Linked DNA regions of Sus scrofa: region 2 is linked to region 1. Evidence: chromatin contacts called from public HiChIP or PLAC-seq data. All regions are on one chromosome and are shown on one strand. Each heading gives the region's core, a stretch centred on a gene start, on an enhancer-like site or on the middle of the called end of the contact. The rest is flanking DNA. Distances are from core to core; before and after follow the strand shown. Region 1 holds the start of TARS (threonine--tRNA ligase, cytoplasmic). Region 2 holds the start of RXFP3 (relaxin-3 receptor 1).

The links. HiChIP or PLAC-seq counts read pairs in DNA pulled down with a chosen protein or histone mark.
Region 2: an H3K27ac HiChIP or PLAC-seq map of alveolar macrophages shows a contact between it and region 1. The contact joins the promoter of RXFP3 here to the promoter of TARS in region 1. A contact is called at or near these places in 2 of 47 Hi-C or Micro-C datasets (embryonic fibroblasts and skeletal muscle) and 2 of 2 datasets of contacts at active chromatin or transcription factors (alveolar macrophages and skeletal muscle).

The regions. Positions count from the first base shown.
Region 1 is chr16:19,453,586-19,456,696 of Sscrofa11.1, forward strand. It overlaps TARS (threonine--tRNA ligase, cytoplasmic), which reads left to right and starts at 1,709. Exons shown (of 20, transcript XM_021076644.1): 1 at 1,709-1,922. The coding sequence starts at 1,866.
Region 2 is chr16:19,947,045-19,950,294 of Sscrofa11.1, forward strand. RXFP3 (relaxin-3 receptor 1) reads left to right here and starts at 1,852. Exons shown (of 1, transcript XM_005672411.3): 1 at 1,852-3,250.

The DNA of each region.
Region 1 (3,111 bases), core at 459-2,958:
CTATATTCTGCCTATATTTTGCTTCTAACAAATTCAGTGACCTTGATCTTTCTGGTCCTGGTTATTCTTTTTCAAAATTAAGATGCAATTCTGAAAACCTGTCTAAAGAGCATAATTAACTTGTTTTGCATAGAAGGTAAGATCCTATTGATTCCTACTCTAAGTATGGAAAGTCAGATTGGTTTATTTAAGCCTATAAAATTGCGCATAACTCTTGGAACTTCTTAAACACCCACAAAGTACTACCAATAATCTACTCTTATTAACAAAGTTAGTTTTTCAAGCAAGGATTATCTCAACACGCATTAATTCCCTCAACACGTATTGAATGTTAACTGTATGCCAGGCTTATATCTGCTAGATGCTGGCAAAAATACACAAGTTGTGCTTTAGAGAAGCTTTCAATCAGTAACTTTATAATCGTAAAACTGAACTGATAGGTGCTATAAAGACAGCTGCAGGAAGATCTAACAGGGAGACTTGCTCCATTCAGTAAGGGTCAAGAAATGGTTCCCCTAAGACAACAATTCTTGAGAGCTAACATAGGTGCAAAGTAGGCAAAAAGCATGTGGAGCAGGAAGAGATAAGGATGGGGAGAATAAACTCTGCAGGTACAAAAAAAACCTGTGGGAGCACACCTGAGAAACAGTAAGATCACTCGTTCACTGCATGGTGAAGTGAAAAAGTTGGGCAGTCAGAGGCCTTCAAAGCTTTGGCTATTTTTATACTGAAAGTCCCTTGAAGAAGAGTTTTAAGCAAGAGGTTGTCATGATCATATTTGTATTGTATTCTGGTGCCATGTGAAAAATGAATGCAGAAAGTCGGGTCAGGAGGCTATTGGTTATTGATCTTCACGGAAGGACGACCCTGAAGGTGTCAAGTTGTCAAGGACTGATATTTATAAAGTAAAATCTATAAAACCTGGTGATGGAGTAAGTTGGTGATGGTCATAAACTATAGACGAACTCACTGCACTTCTGATTTCAAATTAGTAACGGTTTTCAATTGGCTGGTAAAATAAATGAAAGTAGACCAGGAGATTCGAAACACTGAGACCTCTACGGGAGAATCCGTGGAGTCGGAGTGGTTATTTCCTTAATTGAAAGTTTCACTGCATGTTCAATGCTTTCTGATGCAATATAGGTAGGCGGTGACATGTACTAATGAACTTCCGAGCAAAGGCGCTCGTTCCTGGATCACCAAGGCCTGGGTCTTGGGAATCCTGAATTGCAGTGAGGAGGGTTCACTCGATTCACTGCCACAGACTTGGGATCCCTGAGAAGTCTCCAGAACTCAGCAGTCAGGCCAGGTCAGGCGACGCCGAAGCTGCAGGGAACGCTGGCCACTCTTCCGGAGTCCGGCCCCAGCGGCAGGGATGATATTCAGGTGGCCGAGACTTCCCGGAAACTTAAACTTAGCTCCTCTCTCTCGCTACGGTGGCCGAAAAGGCCCTAGAATAATAGGTCGAGTCACCGAGTCACCCAGAAGAAGGCGCAGGCGCACTGCGGACTTCTAGGATCTGGGAAAAGCCGGGTACCCTGGGAAAAGCAGGCCTGCGGGTTTAACGTCTGCAGTTTCTTCTCCTGCCCCTGCCTCACTCTGATTTCTTAGAAGGACTATAGCCCGACAAGCTTTTTCATTGGTTTAGAGAAAGGAGGGCCCGCCATTCCCCCTTGTCGATTGGCTGCCGCTTCTCCCGTCAAGTTAGGAGGCGGAGTTTGGGCGCTTTCCTATTGCATCAGCTGGCACGAGTGGCGCAAGCAGAGGATTTCCGGGCGTTCAAGCCCAATTCTATCTGTCGTCCACTCTCCTGTGCAGCCTATCGTTTTGGATTTTTTTTTTTTTTTCTTTGGGGTGATTTGCCGATGTCTGAGGAGAAAGCCCACAGTCCTTCAGGAAAGATGGGAGGCGAGGAGAAGCCGGTGAGTGGGCAGAGTAGAGCCTGGAGGTTGGGCTGGGCTCTCCCGGTACCCACGTTGCTTTACCGGGGAGCCAGGGGTGGAGGAAGTGGCCCCGGTCGTGTAGGGGGTGCGGTGTAGGGGGGTGGAGGAGTCCGAGAGGGGCAATGGAGCTCCTGAGTAAGTCAGGGCCTCCTTTGGCGAGGAAACTCAAATTCATACAGTAGAGCGAGGCCTTGCAGGTCTTTTCAGGGTCCATTCTCTTTTGTATATGAAGAAACTGAGATCTTGAGTGTCTTGCTTTGAGTCACACAACTAACTAGAAGCCGAAGACAGAATTAGAGTCTAGGGCTCCGGACAGACTCCTAGACTCCTGTCTTTCGCTCACCATAGTTGGGAAGAATGTTGCAGGGCCTCGTTTAATTCTAAAACCGCGTAGGGGTAAGATCCCCAGTTTAAGGAAGGGAAAGCCTAGTCACCGAGACCTGGTCCAACTTGCTCAAGCTTTGGGTGGTTTATAATAAGTGATGGAGGCTGGGTGACCGCAGCTGACAAACTCTAGAGAAGTTACACACTTCCCTGCTTGGTGCTGGAGGCAATACTTAGCCCATTCGCAAAAGCTCAACATTTCAGCTCTGAACTTTCCCTTTAGTATCAGGAACATCCTCAGTCTGTTCTGTGTACCATTTTAATGTCCCTGGGCTGTTCTACTTAACGGCTGTGCACACATGGGGAATTATCTACTTTCTTTCAGCCACTATTCTCATTTGTAAAATGGAGAGGTATTTTGAAGACATAAAAGCCTTGGTGTTAATTCTCTCCTTTTCCATTACTTCTGTTCTTTTAGCAAATACCCATAGGATCAAAATCAAAAACATTTAATCAGGAAAATAGAATTATTTAATTATCTTTCCATTTTAAATTTTCACTGACAGACCTGCAATTAATTTTTCCCCTTCTTTTTACCTGATATGGCTAATCCTATAGTATTTTTTTTAATTTTTTTTTTTTTTTTTGTCTTTTTAGGGCTGCACCCGCAGCACATGGAGGTTCCCAGGCTAGGGGTATAATCAGAGCTGTACCTGCCGGCCCCTGCCACAGCCACAGCCATGCCAGATCCAAGCCACCCCTGCAGCCTACACCACAGCTTGCAGGCAACGTAGGATCCTTAACCCACTGAGCGAGGCCAGGGATCGAACCTGCAACCTCATGG
Region 2 (3,250 bases), core at 602-3,101, 490 kb after region 1:
CAAGAAATGGCAAAAAGATGGATGAAAGAAAGAAAGAAAGAAAGAAAGAAAGAAAGAAAGCTTTCCAAAAAAAAAAAAAAAATAGACTCTTGCCAGTAATATTAAACAGTACAAGTAATATTGAAATATGTTGAGTTGGGAGAAGTGAGAGAAGAGAACAGAGGAAGAACTTTCATAAGAATATCTTTAGCAAAGGCAGTAACTCGGGAAAAGAGAGTGGCGTGTGTGGATCCACAGCAATAAAACTTGACAAACATTTAGATTAATGGGGTGGGGGAAGGGGTATGGGCTGGTTTAAAACCAGACAACTAAGAAAGCCCCTCTTTTAATTTTTCCATAAGGTAGATCCTTAGGGATCCACATATAAGTGGACAACATTGTCAATTTTCCAGATTTTCCATTAGGAATTTATATGGTAAGATTTTAGCAATGTTTTAACAGTAGACTTAAATGAAATTTGGCTGGGACTAATATGCTTCTCCCTCTGAATCTTTTAGATGCTGTTTTAGAAAAACACGGTCCATGCTTTAAGGTAAACGAGTAAAATATCTTTAGGTCATGTGGGAAAAGAATTTTTTGAAAAAGGATTTTTTGCTTCAATAAGACAGGCTTAGTTGAGCGATACTATACATTCCTGCACAGGATCTGCAGTTGATTTTCAGACAACAGATTGGGAAATGAAGAGCATTCGAGGCTCGGAAGCACTCCGAAAGTGTTCTCTGGGCGTCACTCTTGGGAACAGCCTCTCCTGGGGTCTCACTGTGAGTCTTGCTGGCCAAGAACTCAAGGCCTGGGAGACCTCAGGAGCACATTGTAGGAGTCCATCCTACAGTGAAGATGTCACTGTCAGGCCTAGATGTGATTTTAAAAAAACTCAGCAAGACCTCTTTCTCTTCCTTTGCTTCCGATCTTACTGTGTAATTGACCATCATGGGACATTGATTCTTCTTTGGGACTTAAGTTATTTCACGTGGAGAGTTAGGAAAGGAATAAAAGTTAACCCAGAAATTCCCAAACTTGGGAGAAAATTGGTATCATCTGGAAGAGGGTTGCTACAATGTAGATTGTTGGGCCCCTTTCAACTCCACTGAGAAGCAGAACCTCTGCAGTTGCATGGGGCTGGGAAGAGAGCTGCAAATTATATTTCAGCAAGCTCCCCACCTGCTCAGCACCTATCCTCAGACTATTTGAAAATCACAATTCCTCCCATGTACGCACAAAGAAAATGAGGCAAAGGGCTTTCCATGTGTGCCCTAGACTTCCTTGTTTTTCAAGGAAAAAACCTTGACATTTTTTTAACTAAAGGAGAGATTAAAAAAAAAAAAATTGTTTGAGAAAGAGCTAGCAAAAACCGGAGTGAGGAGTGAGCTTGAAGATGAGACTACTATGGGAATGGGGTTCACAACCTATGTAATGGGGTTCGCAACCTATGTAATGGTTCAGAGCAAGGCTGAGCTTCTCCAGATTAGAACTGCAGGAGGGCTGTGGTTTGGTTTGGTTTTCGTTTTTATTAAAGCCCTGGCGCCCTCCAGCGGGCAAGCGGAGCAGTCCAGAGACTACAGTGAAGTGTGTTCTCTGGAACTGTGTTCTCATTTAAGAATTAAGATTGTTCATTTGTGATAGAGCATGATAGAAGATAATATGAGAAAAAGAATGTGTATACATCTATGTATGTATATGTGTGTGTGTGAGACTGGGTCACTTTTCTGTATAGCAGAAATTGACAGAACATTGTAAATCAACTATAATAAATTTTTACAAAAATTATTCAAAACATAAAAAATAAAAATAAACACATAAAAAAGAATTAAGATTGTTTCCATTTCCCTTCATATGTTTTGGGTACCACGTTTCTTTTTCACTATGGTTTTTTCTCTCTTATGCCTTAAAGTCATAATCTCTTTATCTCTCTAGGTAGAGTTCCCAGTTCTGCAGGAATGAGGACAATTATGCTTAAGATACTCTTGTTACAGTTTCGTCTCAGACAGTGAGGAGAACATTTCAAATTTCTTGAGTTCATCCTAAGAAGTGTACATGTTACACCAGAGCAGTTGATCTGGCACTTAAATAAACTGCAATTTAATACGTCTCAGACAGTGAGGAGAACATTTCAAATTTCTTGAGTTCATCCTAAGAAGTGTACATGTTACACCAGAGCAGTTGATCTGGCACTTAAATAAACTGCAATTTAATAAGTAATTCAAATGGTTTATATTAGCTCCCCTTGCCCAAAGGAACTAAAAAGATTCCTTGGAATTTACTTCATTGGTCTAAACCAACCAAACAAACAAAAAACACCTGTTAAAGAGTTTTGATTATAATAGTGTTGGAAATAAGGGGCTGGTGGTCCAAAGACAGCCCTATGAAATTCTCTATTCCAACTGCATCAAGGTAAAGAGAGTGTGGTGGTGAGTAAGCAGTAGGTTGAAGAACTCTGGGCTGAGAGCTAACCATCTCTTGTCTGTGAGGTTGGTGCACCGACTATACGCTCTGCTTAGCTTCAGTTCTCAGAATACATCTAGGCAGAGGGCAACACCTGAACCCAGAGTTCTGTTATGTGAAGACGCTTTGAAAATCCTGACAATCCCAGGCACCGATTAAAGTGATCAGCTAATTAATAAGGGGAAGTGGGGCTGGCGTTTGTGTATTCAACAAGAGCCCACGATCTGATTTAAGGTCTGGGTATGAAAAGAAGCCACTATCTTCGTTTTTAAAAGAGAAAAATGGGCAGAAGAGCGTGCATTTGGGAGTGAGAAAGAAAGAATTCTGCTTGCTCTGTTTGGCAATAAAAGCGATCGCAAATCAAAGCAGACTTTCTTCAGTCACATAGGTAAGTAAAGGGTTATGACCATTTCCTTTCGAAACTGAAGAGGAAAAGGGAAATTGGCAGCTGTGCTTTGCCTGCTATGCAACACCACCCCCCTCCCCCGCGGCGGACGCGGCGAAGTTCAGCACCTCGGAAAGCGCCCCTTCTGGCTGTGCTGGGGATGACGCATGCTCCTTGGGAGTCCGCAGCCTGGGCTCTGCGAGTGGGGATATAACTCGCGGGAACGCCGCTGACAAGTCACTGGGAGTTGACAACAGCGGAGGGACCGAGACACGAGGCAGAGAGGGCAGCATAGAAAGACCTCCAGAGAGTCAGAGCCAGGTAGACGAAACTCTCTTCAGAAACCTCATCTAAGCAGCTGCGGAGGAAATCGACAAAGGTATTTGAAAGGCAAGGGGCGGGCCCTCAATAGCCTTCTCGAGC